4 separate regions of the Sus scrofa genome follow, and regions 1, 3 and 4 are each linked to region 2. A link is a contact called in public Hi-C and HiChIP or PLAC-seq data. All regions are on one chromosome and are shown on one strand. Each heading gives the region's core, a stretch centred on a gene start, on an enhancer-like site or on the middle of the called end of the contact. The rest is flanking DNA. Distances are from core to core; before and after follow the strand shown.

Region 1 (5,277 bases), core at 2,775-5,274, 320 kb after region 2:
CCCACCACACCTGCCTTCTCTCATGTACTCTATTCAGTACCTCTGGCCATTTGAATATATGATCCCTGCTCTAGCATATTTCTAAGAGTTGTCATGGGCTACTCCTGTACAACACCTGTTCCAAGAACATGAGCTATTTTAGTATCATAAGTGGCAATACTTACAGGATATCCAGGGAAAGGTGGGTAGCCTGTGGGGGTATAGCCTGGGTATGACATTCTGTAACAACAACAAAAAAAATGTCCTCTGTAATTTCTTAAAAGGATTAAGGCCTTTGAAGATATATACTGTCATAGGTTTTAATCAAAACATACCTTCTTTCAAAAGAGTCTAACAGGCAGACTGATTCAGAAGCATTCCGTGACCCATATTTCTAACTAATCTTCCAGGTGATACTACTGATGCTGGTCTATGAATTATATTTTGATTCCAGAATATTTTGGCATTTCTGGATCTACTATCTAATTTGTCAAGTTTTTCAATATGTATGTTGGCTCTTCTCCCCAATACAGCTATAAATGATTTTTATCTCTTTTTTATTAAGACCCCAAACAAATCCAGTTGAAAAGTTTTGAAAGTCCATTATGTAATAAGTACTGTCCTAGATGCTGATAAAGAGAAGGTGGTGGGGAGAAGTACTCTGCCTTTTGAGTATATAGTGTAAGAAAATGAATCATAACTTTAAGTTACTTTAGTGTCTCTTAACAACATAAGCACAGTACAGCAGCTAAAAATTGTTGTTAAGAGACAACGAAAATGAATGGGTATATATTGAGTCAGTTAAATATCAATAGGAAACATAATAAGGAGGAGTTCCCACTGCAGCTCAGCATGTTATGAATCATAATAATACCCACGAGGGTGTGGGTTCAATCCCAGGCCTCATTCAGTGGGTTAAGGATCTGGCATTGCTGTGGCTGTGGTATAGGTCAGCAGTTGGACCCCTAGCCTGGGAACTTCCATATGTCCTAGGTTTGGCCCTAAAAAGCAAAAAAAAAAAAAAAAAAAAAAAAAAGAAAGAAAGAAAGGAAGAAAGGAGATAATAAGAAAACTGATTTGGTCAGTTCTAAAATAGTCATTTGGGATCCAAAGACCTGGATGCAAAGGAACAGGTTAAATCATTTTCTGCTTTCTTCTCTAAGCCACAGTTGATAAAATGAATAAAGGAGAAACAACATCATCTAAGGACAGTCAGATGAACCAAGGGCAAAAGAGGTCAAGGTCAAAAGAAAGGGGAAAAATCTGAAAACAATTTATGAGAGAAATTCATAACTTTAAAGGCAACAAGTGTTACAGCACCAAAGACTACATAAGCAATTTAAATTTCTAAATCTTGAGAACTGTTTCAAGATACAGTTAAGTTCATTTCTATATTCTTTAGCTACTATATCAAATCTTACCTTTAAGGACCCTAGAGGAATTATGTCAACAAGAGTTTCAGAACAGAATGAAGATGAAGTAGACTATCTGCATATGAGAAAACTTAAAGCAATTTAAAGAAAATGAATTTGGGTACATTTTGAAGAATAATTATATAGGGGTTCCCTCTGTGGTGCGTGGGTTAAGAGTCTGACTGCAGTGGCTCAGGTTCTGTGGAGGCATGGGTTCGATCCCTGGTCCAGTGCAATGGGTTAAAGGATCCGGCATTGCCACAGCTGTGGCATAGGTCACAGCTGCGGCTGGGATTCAATCACTGGCTCGGGAACTTCCATATGCCATGGGTGCAGCCATATAATTAAAAAAATATATAAGTATATAAAGGACTATAATGCAATTCCATTTCCAAGATGTACCTTATAGAAATACTTGCACAAATGCAAAATTATATTCATACAAGGCTATTCATTTCATTACAGCACTACTTGTAATGGAAAAAGATTAAAAACAATCTAGGAGTTCCCGTCGTGGCGCAGTGGTTAACGAATCCGACTAGGAACCATGAGGTTGCAGGTTCGGTCCCTGCCCTTGCTCAGTGGGTTAAGGATCTGTCGTTGCCGTGAGCTGTGGTGTAGGTTGCAGACACGGCTCGGATCCCGCGTTGCTGTGGTTCTGGCGTAGGCCGGTGGCTACAGCTCCGATTCAACCCCTAGCCTGGGAACCTCCATATGCCGTGGGAGCGGCCCAAGAAATAGCAAAAAGACAAAAAAAAAAAGACAAAAAAAAAATTTTTTAAAAATAAAAAAATAAAAACAATCTAAAAGTCCATTAAAAAGGGACAAGTGAAATAGATTATAGGTAACCATACACTGAAATGTTATGGAACTATTTAAAATGAGCAACTCTCTTTTTACTCATATGTGATACTATCTCTAAGTCACATTAAATGGAAAGAAAGGTGGAAAACTGCATAGATACTTTGCAAACAAATGTGTAAAGAAAATACATTTATTTGCTTGTATGTGGAGAGAATATCTCTGAAAGTATACTCAATCAAGAAAGCAGTTAATAGTGGCTGCCTTCTAAGAGGAGGGCTGGGACATAACAAGGAGACTTACTTTTCGATGCACCTAACCGTTTTGGAATTGTGCATGTATCATCTATTCAAAAAGTAGATTTAAAAAGCTTTTGTAAAAAGCTTAAACAAACTCAAGGGTGACTCAACAAACAACTCAATTTTGCCCAAGGAATAATTAGACTACACCAGTGAACCAGAAATTTTATTTTCTTTTTAACATTCTCCATCAGCAAATACTTTTAAATGACTAGGAAAGTAATCTTGGTTCCACAAAGCATCTCCACCCAGTGAGTCAACTACTAAAAGGCGTGGGTCTCACTATGCAAGTCTCATAAATGGCATGAAGCCCAAGAACACAGGAGGCAGCTGTTGTAAATTAATGAAACAAATATGAAACAGGAACAGTGAATGAAGATGGCCAAGAGCAGATACTACAATTTTCCAAAACGTGTCTCTTGATTGGGAAGGACCTTTTAAATCCATCAGCAAGGGCCCTTCAGTAGAGAATTGGAGTCCTGACTAGCCTCTGCATGGGCAGGGTAGGCAACCAACACCAGAGGATTGCAAGGCTCAGGGCAAAATTCTCTTTTAGCGGCCTATCCACTTGAAACTGCTTCCCTGCCTGAGAAGTAACTCATTCCAGGCATTATCTAACTAGGACAGATTACTTTATCAGATCAGCTACCCATCAACTGGGAGAAATGAGGGAGTTTAAAAGCAATTAGAAGACTTCATTTCTGTCACTTTTGGGGGGACAACAAGCATTTCCTTCTGTAGAAGTGTTCACACAGGTTGGGCTCACATGTTTGCTGCTGTTCAGGGAATAGGCACCAAATCTGGAATGCGACTTCCTAGGAGAGTTTCCAAGGATTATAGACCTGAGCCAGGTTTACAGGTTCTGTCCTGGGGGCGGGGGAAGGGGGTGTCTCTAAGCAAAGTACAAATTTCTTAAGTTTCCCTAAATTTGCTGTGTCACCAGCAAGTCTAGACCCCCCCGGCTGGACTAGCCTTCGGTGCTGCTCGCTGGTTTTCTTACTCAGCCCTCCCTGAGGCCGCTTCAGCAGGGCCGTGCCCTGGCCTCAGTCCCTCCACCTGCGGCCCACCTGCCTGCGTGGGAGGCGTCATTGCTTCCTCCAAACTGTGGACAGACAAGTGAACAGGTCTTCCGGTAGCCGGGTCGCCGCGCAGATTCCGCCCCAATACGCCCCAGGCCCAACGCCCCCACTAGGCATCCTGGGTCCCGCGACGCGCACACCGCGACGCCCGCCACCCGGCTGGCCCACAGGCCCCTCCACCGCCCCGCGGCTCCAGGACACGCGCGGGGCCCCGCCCTCCCCCGGATGGCAGGCCTCGGAGCGGGCCGCGGCGACAAGACCGAGGGGGACGCGCGGTGGCAAGGGCAGGGGGCGCCGTTCCTCACCTGAACCCGGGGAGCAGCGTCACACACACTCCGGCTCGGTCGCTGGCAAGATGGAGCCGGGGAGGGCGGGGGGAAAGGCGGGGCGCCCAGGGCCGCCTCCCGAGCCCGTTAGGATCGCCAGCCGCGACTGCCGGGAACGCCCCTGGGGCAGGAGGGGGCGGGGCCGCAGGGCCAGCCGGGGACCCACCACCTGAGAGAGGACGCTCTCTTCGGGCGCAATAAGCCAGTTCTAATCTCACTTCTTGTTACCAAGGTCCATGCGCCAGTTCCTTCTGGGCTCTCTCAAGGCCCTTGGGAAGTTAAAGCCGTTAAAGCCAAGGGAACCGTTGAAAGGGTCTAACGACGGTTCTCTGCCGCCCCTTTAGTGGTGAGCGGCAGAGATGGACTCAAGACTGGGAGGCCAGGTGCAGCCTCTCCGCCTGATATGCCATCTTCCCTCGCCTGTTCTAAGGCCAAGGACGGCGTGAAATAAATTAATATTTATGGAGATCCTTAATAGGCACAACACGAGATACACTAATCAATACCACTCCAGAAGGGAGTTGCAAGGTGATTCTAGGCTCCCCTCACACTAGAGCCCTATCATGACATACACCGCGGCATTAAACATTTGAGGCAATTTCAAGGGCCCAGATCAGTATCTTAAACTCATTAAGGAAATTTAATCCAGAGCAAAAACCAGTTGGCTACCTTTTCCAATGGTTCTCAAACTGTGGCCCCAAACCAACAGCCACCACATTACCTGGAAACTTACTAGAAATGCAAATTATTGGACTTCACCTTAGACCGACTGAATTAAACTCTAAAGGTGAAGTCCAGAAGTCTATTTTAACAAGCTCTCTAGGTGGTTCTATGCACACCAGTTGGAGAACCATCAACCTATTACTTCATATGCTTTTCCACCAGAAATCTTTCCCACGGGGGTGAAATAGGGTGGATTAAATTTTTAGGTGGGAAGAGCAAGATAAACATGTCTCTAAAACAGGGGAAAGTGGAAGGTACTTGAGGAAGATCACTGTGGAATTTAAACAAAACTGCACCACACTCTGGGTACCCAGCATTAATCTCCCAGCTCCCACCAGTCTGTCTGGCAAATATTGGGCTTTTCTGTCCAACCTGCCTGGAGACCTCTGGAATTTAAGCATTCCCTAAGAAGCCTGTTCTCACTCCTCTTTGCTCAACCTTCCTTCCTTGGTGACCTCATCCTCACCCTTCTCTCTGCCTTAACTATCACCTTAAGAGGTTATTTCCCAAACCTCTATTTCCAAGCCCACTTTCCCGAGTTTTAGGGCCAAAATATCCAAAAGCCTATTCAGGCAGGAACACTAGATTTCCCACTTAATCCTTTGTCCTTCTTTCCTGACACATAAGGCCTTCCAAGATCAGAGGTCTTTTCTCATGC
Region 2 (4,985 bases), core at 1,806-4,305:
GACAATTATGTAAGAAGAATAAATCTCTATACTGCATTTTTTGCCAAAGCAAAACAAAATATACCAATAGTCATACTGACCATCCAAAGCAAGATTAGGAAAAGGAATGTTTGTCATCATATTAAGTTCAAGTGCTGGTGTAACCTTAATGAAGTCCTTTGAGTTTCTTTAGTTTTTATTGAGGCACAATATTTGGCTAGAGGAAAGCTAATGAGAGGATAGCTTAAATTCATACAAATAAATTTCATTGAGTAGAAATATGAATGAAGATTTAACTAGTTTCACAAATATACACACTTTATTTGGCTTTTTTCTAATATATTCATTTATTACACACACATGCACCATTATGATGTAATTACAAGATTCGGGATCTCCCTGTAAGAAGAGCAATAAAGCATAATGCCAAGGGCTTGTGCAATTTATTTTTCTTTACCTTCAAGTATTTTCCACTTGAACCAAAGATATGTTACAATATATAGGGGGGTCAGGGGAGGCCAATATGATATATGATTACCTAGGCAATTTAGTAATTCAACAATTCTCCAACTATCTTATAAACTTTTGTTAAACCCCTTTTTAGCAAAAGTTTATTTGGGTCATCTACACAATCAAATCCAGTCAGACTTACAAGCTCAGACCAACTTTCAAAAAATACTCAAGAAATCCTGCATCAAGATACCTATATGCCCTTAAAGATTAACTCTGTATCTCTTTTATTTTTTAGTTCTCATAGGGTTAGGGTTTTAGTTTAAAGATGCACTTTTGGAGGGAGAGAGTATCTGTAACTGATGACTAAAATTCTACACATATGTGTGTACTTGCATAGAATTTAGTCACCCAGGGTCCACCCCTTCTTTCAGATTCTCCGTGGACCTCATGACCTCAAAATAGGTTTAGAATTGCTACTATGAATCTCACAGGGGCACTTTTCAAATTTAAGCGATGTAAGTATATGCCAGTTGATAACTACTAAGTAAAATAAGGCATTACTTCTACAGAAGTGAAGGCTCACAAGCTTTATGGCTGCATCTCTGGAATAAAAGAGGAGCTTAAGGAGTTCTCATCATGGTGCAGCGGAAACAAATCTGACTAGTATCCACGAGGAGGCAGGTTCGATCCCTGGCCTTGCTCAGTGGGTTAGGGATCCAGCGTTGCCACGAGCTATGGTGTAGGTCGAAGATGAGGCTTGGATCCCACATTGCTATGGCTGTGCTGCACGCTGGCAGCTGTATCTCCAATTCAACCACTAGCCTGAGAACTTCCATATGCCTCAGGTGTGGCCCTAAAAAGCAAAAAAAAAAAAAAAAAAAAAAAAAAAAAAGAGCTTGAATATATTTGCCCTGTGAAAGATACTTGCCAGTACACAACCCCCTCTGCAGTATTAGAAAAGGTCAACATCTCCTTACCAAAAAGCCAAGATTCGCTTGTAACAGCCTGGACTACCCTGGTAAGATGAATTCTCTCTTTTTTTTTTTTTTTTTTTTTTGCCTCTTACGGTACCACCTGAGGCATATGGAAGTTCCCAGGCTAGGGGTTGAATCAGAGCTGTAGCTGACAGCCTACACCACAGCCACAGCAGCTGGGGATCTGAGCCTTATCCACATCCTACACTATAGCTCACAGCAATGCCGAATTCTTAACCCACTGAGTGAGGCCAGGGATCAAACCTGCATCCTCATGGATACTAGCTGGGCTCATTACAGCTGAGCCGCAACGGGAACTTCCTAATGCTTTATTTTTTTAGTAGAATTTTACACTGTCTAAATTTTTCTGCAGTAATTAAGTGTTGCATATTTTTTTCAATCTGTTTTTTGGCCACGCCCATGATATGTGGAAGTTCCCGGGCCAGGGACTGAACCCATGCCACAGCAGCAACCTTAGCCACTGCAGTGATAACACTGGATTCTTAACCTGCTGCACTGAAAGGGAATGCCTTTCATCTGTTTTTTTCACTACATGTTTCCAAGATACAAAATGGTCAACACCATTATCTGCCTACCAAAGTCCCTGGCTTTCAGTACCTCAAAATACAACTCATTTAAAGACATCAAATAGCATTATTCACCTAAAGACACAAAGCAGTCCTTTCCCTAGTAACTAAGTTCAATCTCAAAGAAGCATTTGGCATCAGCTATCAGCTACCAAGGGACTGAAGGCATAATGTTCCAAAACCAAAACTGACATGACTTTTAAAGGTAAGTGACAAAACCTACACTTCTCACAGAAAGAAAAGGTAAAATGTGAAGTTCACAGTTAAGATTTAGAAATTATATTCACAGGCTAAAAGTCAAAGTTAAACAAAAATCACTGAATGTCTACTCAAATTTTAAATCAAGGCAAAACATACTCAAGGTTATTGACTTTCAGCTAAAATATTTCCTGCCTAAGGTATCCATTTTTTTCATAGATACTTGATGAGAAAAATCCCTTTAAAATGTTTTATATATTAGATTCCAATGTTCCAGCTACAAGGACAGTATATTTCTTATTATTTTAGATAAAGACTAGCCTCATTCATAAGCTACATCTAAATCTAAAAGGGGAAATACTTTCTTCCCAAAACCTGTATCAAAAAAAAAAGAGCCTAAAGTTGATGAAAGAACACTGCTGCCACGTCTTTCCCTTCCCCCACTCAGAAGTGACTATTTCATCCCTTCAGAGTGCATTCCAAGGGAAAGTCCAAGAGCCACAGCTCTTAGAGAAACAAGAAACAGTTAAGTTGAAACTGGCAAGCCTCGTTGGCCTTTTAGATCAATTCCTAAAAGGAAATCTAGGTTCTTCGTCCCTTAAAGCAAACAGTGCAAAATTCCAAGAATCTTCTCCACTCTGTCGGAACGCCAAAGACGTTAGTGTCTAAAAACTGAACTGTATTTAATACATTCGATGACTGAGGAGAAATAGTCTCATACTTATGATACCACTCTTCCTCCCCCTTAAAACATACATCTGGGGGCCATTCGCTTAACTCAAAGTTCTCGCACAAACACAGAATTCGATTTCCTGATGGACTTTTAAAAGCATCAGATTCTGCTGTGAAAGAGCAGAGGGGGGTGGGGAGGGAGAGAAGCTCATGTACCTTTAAAATTTTTATGTGGCAGAAGGAAGGAAGAAGACTAGCTTCCCGGTTGACTGAGAATCTGACAGCCGACTTCCCTACCCAGCCGCCCGAAACTCGCCGCCCGGGGCTACGTCTAACTGCTCGGGCTGCACCGCTGCGCGCAACAGATGAGCCTGAACTTCCCCGGGTATGTCCGCTTCCTAGACCCGACAACTCTTCCGCGGGGTAAAAACGCCCGAGTGCTTCGGCGTGAGCTCTAAGCTTTAAAATCAGTTCTCCACTGCCACATGCTAACCATCTGCTGATTTGGAGGCCGAAAACCGTCGCGTACCCGTCAGCTTTGCAAGCGAGGACCAGGTAAGAGTGGAGCTCGGGAAAATCAACAGGGTTACCCCTCCTCGGGAAGGAATATTCAAGAAAGTACTGGTTCCCGGGGCGGAGACAGAGGCTGCCGCAGCCCCAACAGTCGGGGACGCCAATCTGGGAGGAGGTGGGAAGGGGAGCACCGAGGAGGGCGGAAGGGCCTCTGGGACAACCAGGAGGCGCGGGGCGCTGGACCTGGGGAAGGTACAGAGGAGAAGGTACTGCGGTAGTAAACCAGGGAACCCCTGCCCCCGAGCCATCCCACCAGAGAGGGCAGGGACCAGACCCCCCAGAGCCATCCGAGAAGGGCCGCGGCTGCCCAAGAACTTCAGCCTCAGTAGCCAACGACTACCCAAGGACTTCATCCTCATTCTCCAAGGTCGGAGAAGCGTCTCACCTGAGAAGTGGCAGGGGAGGGCTGCGCGTTCTCCAGTCCTCGACCGCCTTCAGTCAAGCCGGCTCCCTTCTCTAAGCCCGCTGGTGGCTTGACTGGGCAGCAGAGGGAGCCAGTTAGCCCTTTTATAACCTCTAGGCCGCGACGGCAGCGCTAGGGAGGAGGCAACTGCAACCCTCGCTACGTGAGCTCGATCACACCAGCGCCCAGGCGTTTGCGCAGGCGCCCAGCCCAGGCCCTCGCCCCCACCCTTTGCCCACGTCCCACGCCCCAGACTCCCCACCAGCTGGTGAAGTCCGGAGCCGAGGGGAGGGGCCGGCGGGCGGGCGTGTGGTGTAGCGCGCCTGCGCAGGGTCCTCGCCACGCCCTTGTTACCGTGGTTACTCCGGATTTGCCCCACTCCTTTCAACAGGTTGTTTAGCGCCTGGGTTACGCCATCAGCCTCAGGCTGGGACGTCGGAACTCCCAGCAGGGAACTATATTAAATATAAGAATAAGAACATGGGAGTAGAAAATAAGGCAGAAAAGAAGAATCGGGTGGAAAATAACACCGTACCTCATGTCTTGGTATCTCAGCTGTCTTGGTCCTGAGGCTTTTTACTTTACGAACCTCCTTCCTTCACCTACACTCATATGTACCTCGCTCTATCGCTTATCTTTATACTTTATCACTAGATAGTGCACTGCACGCTCTGGAAATTTTCTGGGTTCACTTCCCAGCTCAGTCTCGTAAAACTCTGGGCATTAACTTCTCTGTATCTCAGCTTCCTCTTTTGCAAAATGCGAATGACGTTAGGTAACTCTTAGGATTGTTATGAGAATTAAATAATGTGCGTAAAGCATTTAGCACATGCCTAGCACACAGAAAGGGTTTGGTAAATATTAGATTGTGTTATAGCATGTGAGGAATCCAGTGTTGTGTTTGGTCATAGTCCAACCTTTGTCTTAGTCATTATCGTCCTAAAAGAAAGCTTTAGTATCAGGCAGCAGACAATGAAGGAGAAAGGGAAGAAAGCGAAAGTGTCCGTGAAAGAGAAGACTTGTCTCAGACTTGGTAATCATTAAAAATTGTTTTTTCTAAAGTTTTCCATGAATGCTAAAAAGCATAGCAATAGTTAACATTTAACTCTTATCTAGGAGTTGGGGTTGATTATTACAGATACAGCA
Region 3 (4,894 bases), core at 1,279-3,778, 470 kb before region 2:
GGTAAAAAATCCAACTAGTATCAACATGGATGCAGGTGTGATCCCTGGCCTCACTTGATGGGTAAAGGATCTGGCATTGCCATGAGCTATGGTGTGGTAGGTCACAGATGTGGCGTGGATCTGGCGTCTCTGTGGCTGTGGGGCAGGCTGGCATCTGCAGCTCTGATTTGACCCTTAGCCTGGGAACTTGCCCTAAAAAGACAAAAAAAAAAAAAGCATTAATAATTCTCTCAATTTACCAAAGTGAGTAAAACACCTACTTATTAAAGAGAATCATTTTTTTCCCTTGACACAAAATCAACCTATTTTGCATGATGAAAAAGTTGTGAGTAAACTTTTTTTAAAAAAATTGGTTCACTTTTGGAAGTCCCCTTGTTGTAGGGGTTAAGGATTTGGCATTGCCCCGGTTCTGCACAGACTACAACTGTGGCCCATCTTTGACCCCTGGCCCAGGAACTTCCACATGCTGTGGGTGCAAACAAACAAACAAAAAAATGGCTCACTTTTTTTTTTTTTTCTCTTTCTGTCTTTTTTAGAGCCACACCCACAGCATACGGAGGTTCCCAATTAGGGGTCCAATCAGAGCTATAGCCGCTGACCTACAACACAACGCAGGGTTCGAGACCCATCTGCGACCTACACCACAGCTCACGACAATGTCAAGATCCTTAACCCACTGAGCCAGGCTGGGCAGGGATCAAACCCGGGTCCTCCTGGATGCTAGTCGGGTTCGTTAACCACTGAGCCACAATGGGAACTACAAAAATGGTTCACTTTTAAAGGGAATATTAAACTACTTCATATGGAAAAAATTGGTAAATGTTCACCAAGAGCTGCAGCCACTGTAAAAATTGTTAAATAGGGAAAATTAAAGATTTAAAGTGGCCGAATTAGGTGTAATAACTTTATCAATTACTTTAGCCTTATAATTATAAATAATATAAGATCTGACGAGTCAGATTCATTATAATAATTTTACATAGTATTACATTTTGGGAGAAATTACATATCATTGTTAAAATACAGGAAAGTCAGTCCCAAGATGCACCCCCTGGGAATGCAAAAGGTCTACTGAATATTGTAAATGTTCTACTGATTATAAATGGAGACAGCAATACACTCTTTGGCTCTCTTGCTCTTACTAGTTTCTGTCACTCTTTCCTTTTCTCCTCAGGCACAAAATCCACTCCTGAATTTTTACTTTTTGTTAGGCTTGTTTTTGGTCTCATAATTCTCAGCAATGAAACTTAAGAGTAGCTGGAGACCAGAGCTACCGTCTCACAAGCAAGTGGCAGTGGGTTCTAAAAAGTTTTTAGAATAAGGCAATATTTAACATTACCTTACCCAAAGCAGGAAGATAATGGGTTGGTCAACCTGGCCAACACCACTGTCTCCAGATGCTGACATTTTGTGTGTCATATCATTTAATGAAATCTAAACTCTCCTACAGCTATCAACCCCAAACTGTTGCACCCTTTCTACTGCTAGATCACCTGCACATGTAATTCAAAGGAATACTTTAACATAAACAAAGGTATGCCCAAGAAAGCACCCAATAACTGATAGAAACATCTGCTTATGAAACTGAAAGAAAATAGGTATTTCCAGGTACCACAAGGAGAATTTTTCTTTTACTCCAGTCCCTCAGCTATAAAATGGTTTTTCTACTTAGCTTTACAAATAGCTACAATACTTTTCAGGCATCCGAAAGGGAGGGTATAGAAACCATAAACAATAAGATCATAGAGACTGGCAACTTAAACAGTTTTAAACTCTCCTCCCAACATTCAGCTTGAGTCAATAAACCCCGGCTCATTCTCAAAACACCGCATTGTGGGCCAAAATGAGATGGTGGTAAGGGAACCTGAGGGAGAATAAAAACAGGTAAGGCACTGGGAAAGGCAAAAACCGAACAGTCTAAGAAGCCTGAACTTTGTTTTGTTCCTTCAGCTCCCCATCAATTTTTTTTTCATTTTTTTTGGTTTTGTTTCAATGATTAATACTTGGCCCCATCAGACATTTAACAATAAAGTCCCCACCCACTTCCAACCACATCCACAAATCCCAGGGGATGTCTTTGGTCGCCCGAAGAGGGACGTCGAAGCTCAAGTGAACCCTGCAGCTGGGAACTCGGCAGGAGAAGTTCTCCTGGGACAGGAAGAAGGGACCAGGTGAGGTCAAAGAAAGCGGAGGAAAGGAAGCCGGCAGGACTAAGGACTGCTCTCAAGCCCCTAAACTGAGCACATCAGGGAGAGACAGCTATCCCGGTCGACCAGAGAAGTTGCTAATTCCGGAGCAGACAAACGGCCAGTCCCGGAGGTCAGGTCCCTAAAGCTTTTCGCATCATCCTTCCTTTCATCTTCTCTAAACGTGTCTCGCCTCATACCCTTGAGAGTACAGGACTCACCCGTCTACAGCGGAGCTTCAGCTGCTTCTCCGTCAAAGCCGCGCACCTCGGAAAACCATAGAGATGAAGAGAGCAACAAAGTTAAGCCTCCAGCTCCGCCGCCCACCCTCACGTAACCCTTCTAGCCGCTAGGGCTGTCGGGATCGTGGCGAAATGCGTGTGGGCGGGGCATGGAGGATAGGGAGTGGGGAGGGGCCAGGCAACCCGCCCCGCCCCGGCCTTGGGCCCCGCCCCGGCCTCGGGCCCCGCCCCGGCCTCGGGCCCCGCCCCGGCCTCAGTATTTAGGCGGGACAGTGGAAGCTCTCCGGATTTTTCTCTGGCGGTTCACCCTCCACGCGCTAGTGGTATAGATGTCTGTGAAAGAGATTTAGTGTGCCGGCTTCCGCCTCGTTGATGCCCCTTTATGTGTTGACTAAGCAAAACAGGAGACAATGAAAAGAAAACTGGACCACAGTGAGTTGGGAATTGTTCTTTTCGAACTGCGTTTAGGTTTAGGCTTCTGGTGAAATTTGCCTGTTTCCTGACCTTGAAGCTTTTTTAAATTTAGAAACCGACTCACCGCATTGTCTATTATTTAGGTTTTTCAGAAGTTCTCTTTGCAAGCTAATATGATTGGAGAGTTTAGTCACCGAGCTACTAGTAACATTTTTTTTCCTCAGAGGTTGCTGTCAGGAGTGAGAATGGAAAAGTCTCAAGAGAATGACAATATTTTGATTATGATATGATGGAATTTAAAAGTTTCTTCAGGAATTTCCTAGTTCTAGATTCTGGTGGCCTATTGGTTAAAGGGTCCAGGGTGTCACTGGTGTGGCTCCAGTTGCTGGTGTGGTGTGGATTTGATCCCTGACCGAGAAGTTTTGCATTCTGGGGGGTACAGTCAAAAATAAATAAATACTTTCCTTAGCAGAGCTGTAGCAAAGGCTACAACCATGGAAACAAAAGAAGGCAGCCAGAACTATCACTGGGTTAAATTGTGAAGGAAGCAAAACAACTATTTTCTCCATTTCTTCTCAGAGGACTCTCCCTCCCCACTATCCCAAGAAGGACAGATCGTTATGTTCTTGGCACTGCGCTAGCACTTTACAGGCAACCCCATGTTTGTTCCAACCATCCTGTTGATGAAAACGGTTTTTGTGAATTGTAGATGGGGAAGCGGGCTATGACCCCTCCCTAGGTAATGTATCAAATGGTATGGCTGGCACAGACCTGATAGAAAGAACACCAAAGACATCTTCAATCTACTGTCCCTGGATCATCTTGACACAAGAATTGGGAATATTTATTTATTTATTTATTTATTTATTTATTTATTTATTTTGCATTTTAGGGCTGCACCCCCGGCACATGGAGATTCCCAGACTAGGGGTCAAGTCAGAGCTACAGCTGCCAGCCTACGCCACAGCCACAGCAATGCAGTATCCAAGCCGGGTCTGCAACCTACAAAATAGTTTACGGCAATACCAGATCCTTAACCTACTGAGCGAGGCCTGCAACCTCATGGTTCCTAATTAGATTCATTTCCACTGCACCACAATGGGAATAGCAGGAATCTTTATTTTTTTAATTAAAAATTTTTTTCTTTTTATGGCCGCACCTGCAGCACATGGAAGTTCCCAGGCTACAACCATGGAAACGAAGGCAGCCAGAACAAGGGTTGAATCAGAGCTGGAGCGGGAGCCTACGTCACAGCCATGGCAGCACTGGATCCCAGCCATATCTTCAACCCACGCTTCAGCTTGTGGCAGCACCAGAAGCTTAACCCACTGAGCGAGGCCAGGTATTGAACCCCCATCCTCACAGAGACAACATCAGGTCCTTAACCCCCTGAGCCTCAGCAGGAACTCCAGGAATCTTTTCTGATTTGCTTCTCAGCTATTAAAATGTACCTTTTCTGTGTGTCTTTCCATTTAAAGCCTGTTCTCTGTTGAGTGAGAAATCTGATAAAGACATTCTTCCCGGTTTACTAATGGGTATTTGGCAGTATGTCCATTAATGCTAATGGTTGGAATTTCAAGTTGTGGCATAGATTATCTTGGAACACTTTGGGGGCTCATGGAATCTTAACTAGTTAAGTTAATCATGGCTGAGTTAAGTGTTTTTCAGAATAAGAAAAAAAGTTATCAATGCAAAAATGCTGAACAAAGGTCAAATTTTTTTTTTCATTTTTTTCCTCCACAGCATGCAGAAGTTCCTGGGCCAGGGACCAAACACCCACCGTAGCAGTGACCCAACCCAAGCCACAGCAGTGACAATACTGGATCCTTAAGTCCTAGGCCATCAAGGAACTCCAAAGATCAATTTTTAAGAATTGGTGACATTCAATCCTGATTTTAGTCAAAATTTGTCTCTATAAAACTAAATAACCAGGTCACCTAATTTTTTTTCTTTTTTTTTTTTTTTTTTTTCGGTCTTTTTAGGGCCTTACCTGTGGCATATGGAGATTCCCAGGCTAGGGGGTAAAATCAGAGCTATAGCTGCCAGCCTATA
Region 4 (4,616 bases), core at 1,708-4,207, 280 kb after region 2:
AGACAAAGATATTTTCAAATTATCTTACGAAGCTGAGGATATAATTTCAAAAACAGATTGTACAGCTGTTAAGAAAGGAAATAGGAGTTTCCTGGTGGCCTAGCAGTTAAAGGACCTGGCATTGTTACTGCTATGGTTCGGTCAGTGCTGTGGCATAGGTTCAATCCCTGGACCAGCACATCCACATACTGTGCCATGGTCAAAAAAAAAAAAAGTCATGTTTTCTGACTCAATTCAAAATGGTGCTTAATACAATTCAAACATTTACTTAGGATATACTATGTTAAGTGTGTCTAGGACCAGTGGTACAAAAGAGGTGATATCTTGATGCTCCAGACATTATTAGTATTCTCTTTCCAGTGACAGTCTAATTTTCTGGGTTACCTAAAAGTCTCAGATCACTTGTTCAATTCTACGTCTCCAGGCTTATTCAGGACTTAGGCCTTGACAATTTTCTTATTAAGCTAACATTTGAAATGACTTTTTGCATGAGTCTTTTTTCCTTTTCAATAGCAGCATGTAAATTAGGCCTTCACTAGCCTGACCTTAGAGGAAAGCCAATTTCACCTCACTGAGCCTGAATTTCACCTTCTATAAAATGGACCTGTTTCACATTTGTTGCGAATATCCCTAAAAGAGTAAAACTGCTTAACCTATGAAGCACCAAACAAATGGTGTTACTAATACGCACAACTTTTTCTTAATGCTCAACTACTCCCTTAAAAATAAGTAATCTGTCATACATTTTTGCAGCCACTGAGTGCCCGGCACTATGCCTTGTCCGCAAGAGGCATTAGTGGTGTATCTGTTGAACAATGAGTTCAAGAAGCCTGGCCAGTTACACGTTCTAGTCAGGGCAGTCAGAAAGGGGGTCCTCTTGCCACAAACAAGGCATGGGTTTCTTAGTATCTGCTCAGAAGCAGATGGGGGAGATCAAATTAGAAATGAGTTAGATTGGAATTCCCGTAGTGGCTCAGTGGTTAAAGACTCCGACTAGGAACCATGAGGTTGCGGGTTCAATCCCTGGCCTTGCTCAGTGGGTTAACGATCCGGCGTTGCCGTGAGCTGTGGTGTAGGTCGCAGACGCGGCTCGGATCCTGCGTTGCTGTGGCTCTGGCGTAGGCCGGCGGCTACAGCTCCGCTTGGACCCCTAGCCTGGGAACCTCCATATGCCATGGGAGCGGCCCTAAAAGTGGCAAAAAGACAAAAAAAAAAAAAGAAAAAGAAAAAGAAAAAAGAAAAGAAAGAAATGAGTTAGATTGGAGTTCCCGTAGTGGCTCAGTGGTTAACGAATCCGACTAGGAACCATGAGGTTGCGGGTTCATCCCTGGCCTTGCTCAGTGGGTTAAGGATCCGGTGTTGCCGTGAGCTGTGGTGTAAGTCGCAGATGCTTCTTGGATCCCGTGTTGCTGTGGCTGTGGCGTAGGCCGGCGGCTACAGCTCCTCTTCCCTCTCCGACCCCTAGCCTGGAGGTTCCTCCATATGCCGCGGGTGCGGTCCTAGAAAAGACAAAAAAAAAAAGAAATGAGTTAGATGAAGGCGATGCTGTGACTGGAGGGTGGTCTGTGAGCAGGGGCCCGGTCTGCGCTTACTGCGGGGGATCTCGGCGCAAAGTGGGAAGCGGGGTCTAAGTCTGGCTTCGGGTGGGAGGCCTGGGTTGGCGGGAGTCCTCGCTTAGCCGGGGGTCCGGCAGTGCAGTCGTGCTGGGATGTGGTCTCCGCCTTTCAGTCTGGCCCAAAGTTGAAAAGAAAAGTCCGAGATGCGGAGGCGGGGAAGAGACACTTTTCTAACAAGTGAGAGCGCTCTTAGATCGACACAAACTTGTTTTTCGTAACTATAGCAACCAACTGCCTCTCGCGAGAACTTGTACTGACCACAAGTTTATCCCAAGACTCGCGATAACATTGTCTGGGAGGTAAACGAGAGGCGGTGCAAGACGAGTTCCCGCGCCTGCGCTCTAGAACTACGTCCGCACCCACGGACCTACGAGTGCGCCTCAACGCTTCGTCCAGACCTGGAGCGATTCCCTCGTTCTTCTGAGGATGACCCTTTCTTTTAGCGAAAGTTTTGGTTAACTTCAAGGTTTTCTACCTTTCAATTTTGCTTTATCCACTTCTTTTTTTCCCAGTTTTTCCTCAATAAATAAGGATAAAAACCAAAAGGAAATTTATTTAAAGATAAAAGCCTTTATGAAACGATTTTTAAAAACAGGTCATTAAAATCTTTTTTCTGTAAAAAATGCAGAAAGACAGTATTTTAAAAGTGAGCTTGGCTATCATTCACGGTGATAATGCAAAACTATGTTGCTTTTAGTGCTCAGTATTTACAATAAGCAGAATTGAAGTATGTGACGTTAATGCAAAACTTTAATATATTTGAATTTCAGCGTTACTTTAGAGTAGGAATGGCAAAATATAATAGCAAAAACCTAGAAACAGGAGTTCCCGTCGTGGCTTAGTGGTTAAGGAATATGACTAGCATACAAGAGGACACAGGTTTAGTCCCTGGTTTTGCTCCGTGGGTTAAGGATCCTCTGTTGTCCTGAGCTGTGGTGTAAGCTGGACGCTGCAGCTCGGATTAGACCTCTGGCCTGGGAACCTTCATACGCCGCCAATTCGGCCTTAAAAAAAGCACACGCATACACGCAAAAGCCAAACCTGGAAACAGCCCAACATAAGAATGGATGAATACACTGATATATATTCCAGAATAGCATATTACAAAACAAAGGAATGAACTACAGCTACTTACAACATGGATGGATGAATCTTAGCAATATACATACTTTAAAATGTTGGCCAAATCAGAGATAATTTGAGCTTCAAAATAGACAATGATACTAAGTGAAGTCAGCACTGACATCGTATATTATCACTTACATGTGGAATCTTAGAAAAAGGACACAATGAACTTCTTTGCAGAACAGATACTGACTCACAGATTTTGAAAAACATTGTTTCCAAATGAGACAGGTTGGGGGGTCGGGGGATGTGCTGGGGGTTTGGGATGGAAATGCAATAAAACTGGGTTCTGATGATGGTTGTACAACTATAAATGTAATAAAATCCATTGAGTAATTTAAAAAATAAAAATGAGAGAAAGGAAAGCTCTAACAGTAGAATGCCAACTCAGTAATTGAGAGGAATTGACACAGAGAATTACCATTTTGCACCAACTACAGAAGTGTATGGTATGACTCAGGCAGGAGTCTTCAATGCTAAGGTTGGTGTGTAGAGGCTTGATGAGGAATAAGATATTGGCATGATTTTGGAATACTAATGGATTACAAAGGGGAAAACTGTGACATTAAGAAACCAACACTACCAAGCGATGAGGGTTAAAACACCAGTGTCAGGAGTCTACATTTCATTCCTCCTGATGAGACTCACTGGGAAAAGCAAAATATGTTGTGGTGTTCCTATAATCAGGGGGACCCAGGTTATAGGCCATTCTATAGAAAGTAAGGCCTGTACTCTTTGGATTTTTTAATGTTTTTATGGCCACACGCATGGCTGGGCTGGGGATAGAACCTGTGCCTCAGCAGCGATCCAAGCTGCAGCAGTGAGATTCTTAACCCACCACCCTACAGCAGGAACTCCAAGGCCTGTATTCTTTAATAAAACTGTCGAGGCCAGGGAAGATTAGCAGCACTTCTAGATTAAAGGAGTTTAAAGATACATGACAACTAAATGCAATATGTATTCCTGTATAACATGTTGGTCCAGGAAGGAAAAGAGACATTATTGGGACATCGGATGGAATTTGAATGGGATCAGTAGATTGGGTGGTAATATTGGACCAATATTGATTTCCTGATGTGGTACTTTGTTTGCTGTTATGTAGGAGAGTGTCCCTGTTTAGGGGAAAATACCTACTGGAGTGATGAGATATCATGCCTTCAGTTTCCGTCTCAGCCCTCAAAAGTTCCAGAAAAAGACTGATAACTAGGGATCTATGCACATGCACACACACACACACACACAGAGTGAGTAATGAAGCAGTAACCTAATATGAACTAGATGAGAATCTGGGTGACGAGGAAATGGGAGTTCTTTGCACTGTTCTGGCAACTTTCTATACATTTGAAATTATTTCAAAACAAATGATTAAACTATACACACACACACACACAATTCTCCATGGAAATTCCTTGCTTAGGATATGGTTACTAGAGCCAAGTTTTTAAAAATAAATTGTATTTCTGCTAATGAATATATAAAAATTTAAAAAACTAAGAGAGGAATTCCCGTCGTGGCACAGTGGTTAACGAATCTGACTAGGAACCATGAGGTCACAGGTTTGATCCCTGGCCTTGCTCAGTGGGTTAAGGACCTGGCGTTGCCGTGAGCTGTGGTGTAGGCTGCAGATGCGGCTCGGATCCCGCGTTGCTGTGGCTCTGGCGTAGGCCAGCGGCTACAGCTCAGATTGGACCCCTAGCCTGGGAATCTCCACATGCTGCAGGAGCGGCCATAGAAAAGGCAAAAGGGCAAAACATAAAATAAAATAAAATAAAAAACCAAGAGAAAGATTTTTTTAAGTTGCAACGTTATAAATAATAAAAACATCTCAAAATAAAACTATGGAACAATTGAGTAAGGCATTTATCTCTGGATTTT

What was found. Hi-C and Micro-C count contacts between places; a contact is called where the count stands out from the background. HiChIP or PLAC-seq counts read pairs in DNA pulled down with a chosen protein or histone mark.
Region 1: an H3K27ac HiChIP or PLAC-seq map of alveolar macrophages shows a contact between it and region 2. The contact joins the promoter of ANXA7 here to the promoter of NUDT13 in region 2. A contact is called at or near these places in 2 of 5 promoter capture datasets (fetal liver and fetal skeletal muscle) and 1 of 2 datasets of contacts at active chromatin or transcription factors (alveolar macrophages).
Region 3: a contact with region 2 is called in a Hi-C map of embryonic fibroblasts, with 4 times the contacts expected there. The contact joins the promoter of MICU1 here to the promoter of NUDT13 in region 2. A contact is called at or near these places in 1 of 5 promoter capture datasets (liver) and 2 of 47 Hi-C or Micro-C datasets (embryonic fibroblasts and heart right ventricle).
Region 4: a contact with region 2 is called in an H3K27ac HiChIP or PLAC-seq map of alveolar macrophages. The contact joins the promoter of CFAP70 here to the promoter of NUDT13 in region 2. A contact is called at or near these places in 1 of 5 promoter capture datasets (fetal liver), 1 of 47 Hi-C or Micro-C datasets (embryonic fibroblasts) and 1 of 2 datasets of contacts at active chromatin or transcription factors (alveolar macrophages).

Annotation. Positions count from the first base shown.
Region 1 is chr14:76,230,622-76,235,898 of Sscrofa11.1, forward strand. ANXA7 (annexin A7) reads right to left here and starts at 4,025. Exons shown (of 14, transcript XM_005671100.2): 1 at 3,876-4,025; 2 at 165-219. The coding sequence starts at 218.
Region 2 is chr14:75,915,001-75,919,985 of Sscrofa11.1, forward strand. It overlaps NUDT13 (nucleoside diphosphate-linked moiety X motif 13), which reads left to right and starts at 3,056. Exons shown (of 12, transcript XM_021074324.1): 1 at 3,056-3,418. P4HA1 (prolyl 4-hydroxylase subunit alpha 1) reads right to left here and starts at 3,902. Exons shown (of 15, transcript NM_001097435.1): 1 at 3,822-3,902.
Region 3 is chr14:75,443,070-75,447,963 of Sscrofa11.1, forward strand. It overlaps MICU1 (mitochondrial calcium uptake 1), which reads right to left and starts at 2,529. Exons shown (of 12, transcript NM_001243605.1): 1 at 2,408-2,529.
Region 4 is chr14:76,196,941-76,201,556 of Sscrofa11.1, forward strand. It overlaps CFAP70 (cilia- and flagella-associated protein 70), which reads right to left and starts at 2,958. Exons shown (of 27, transcript XM_013983341.2): 1 at 1,593-2,958.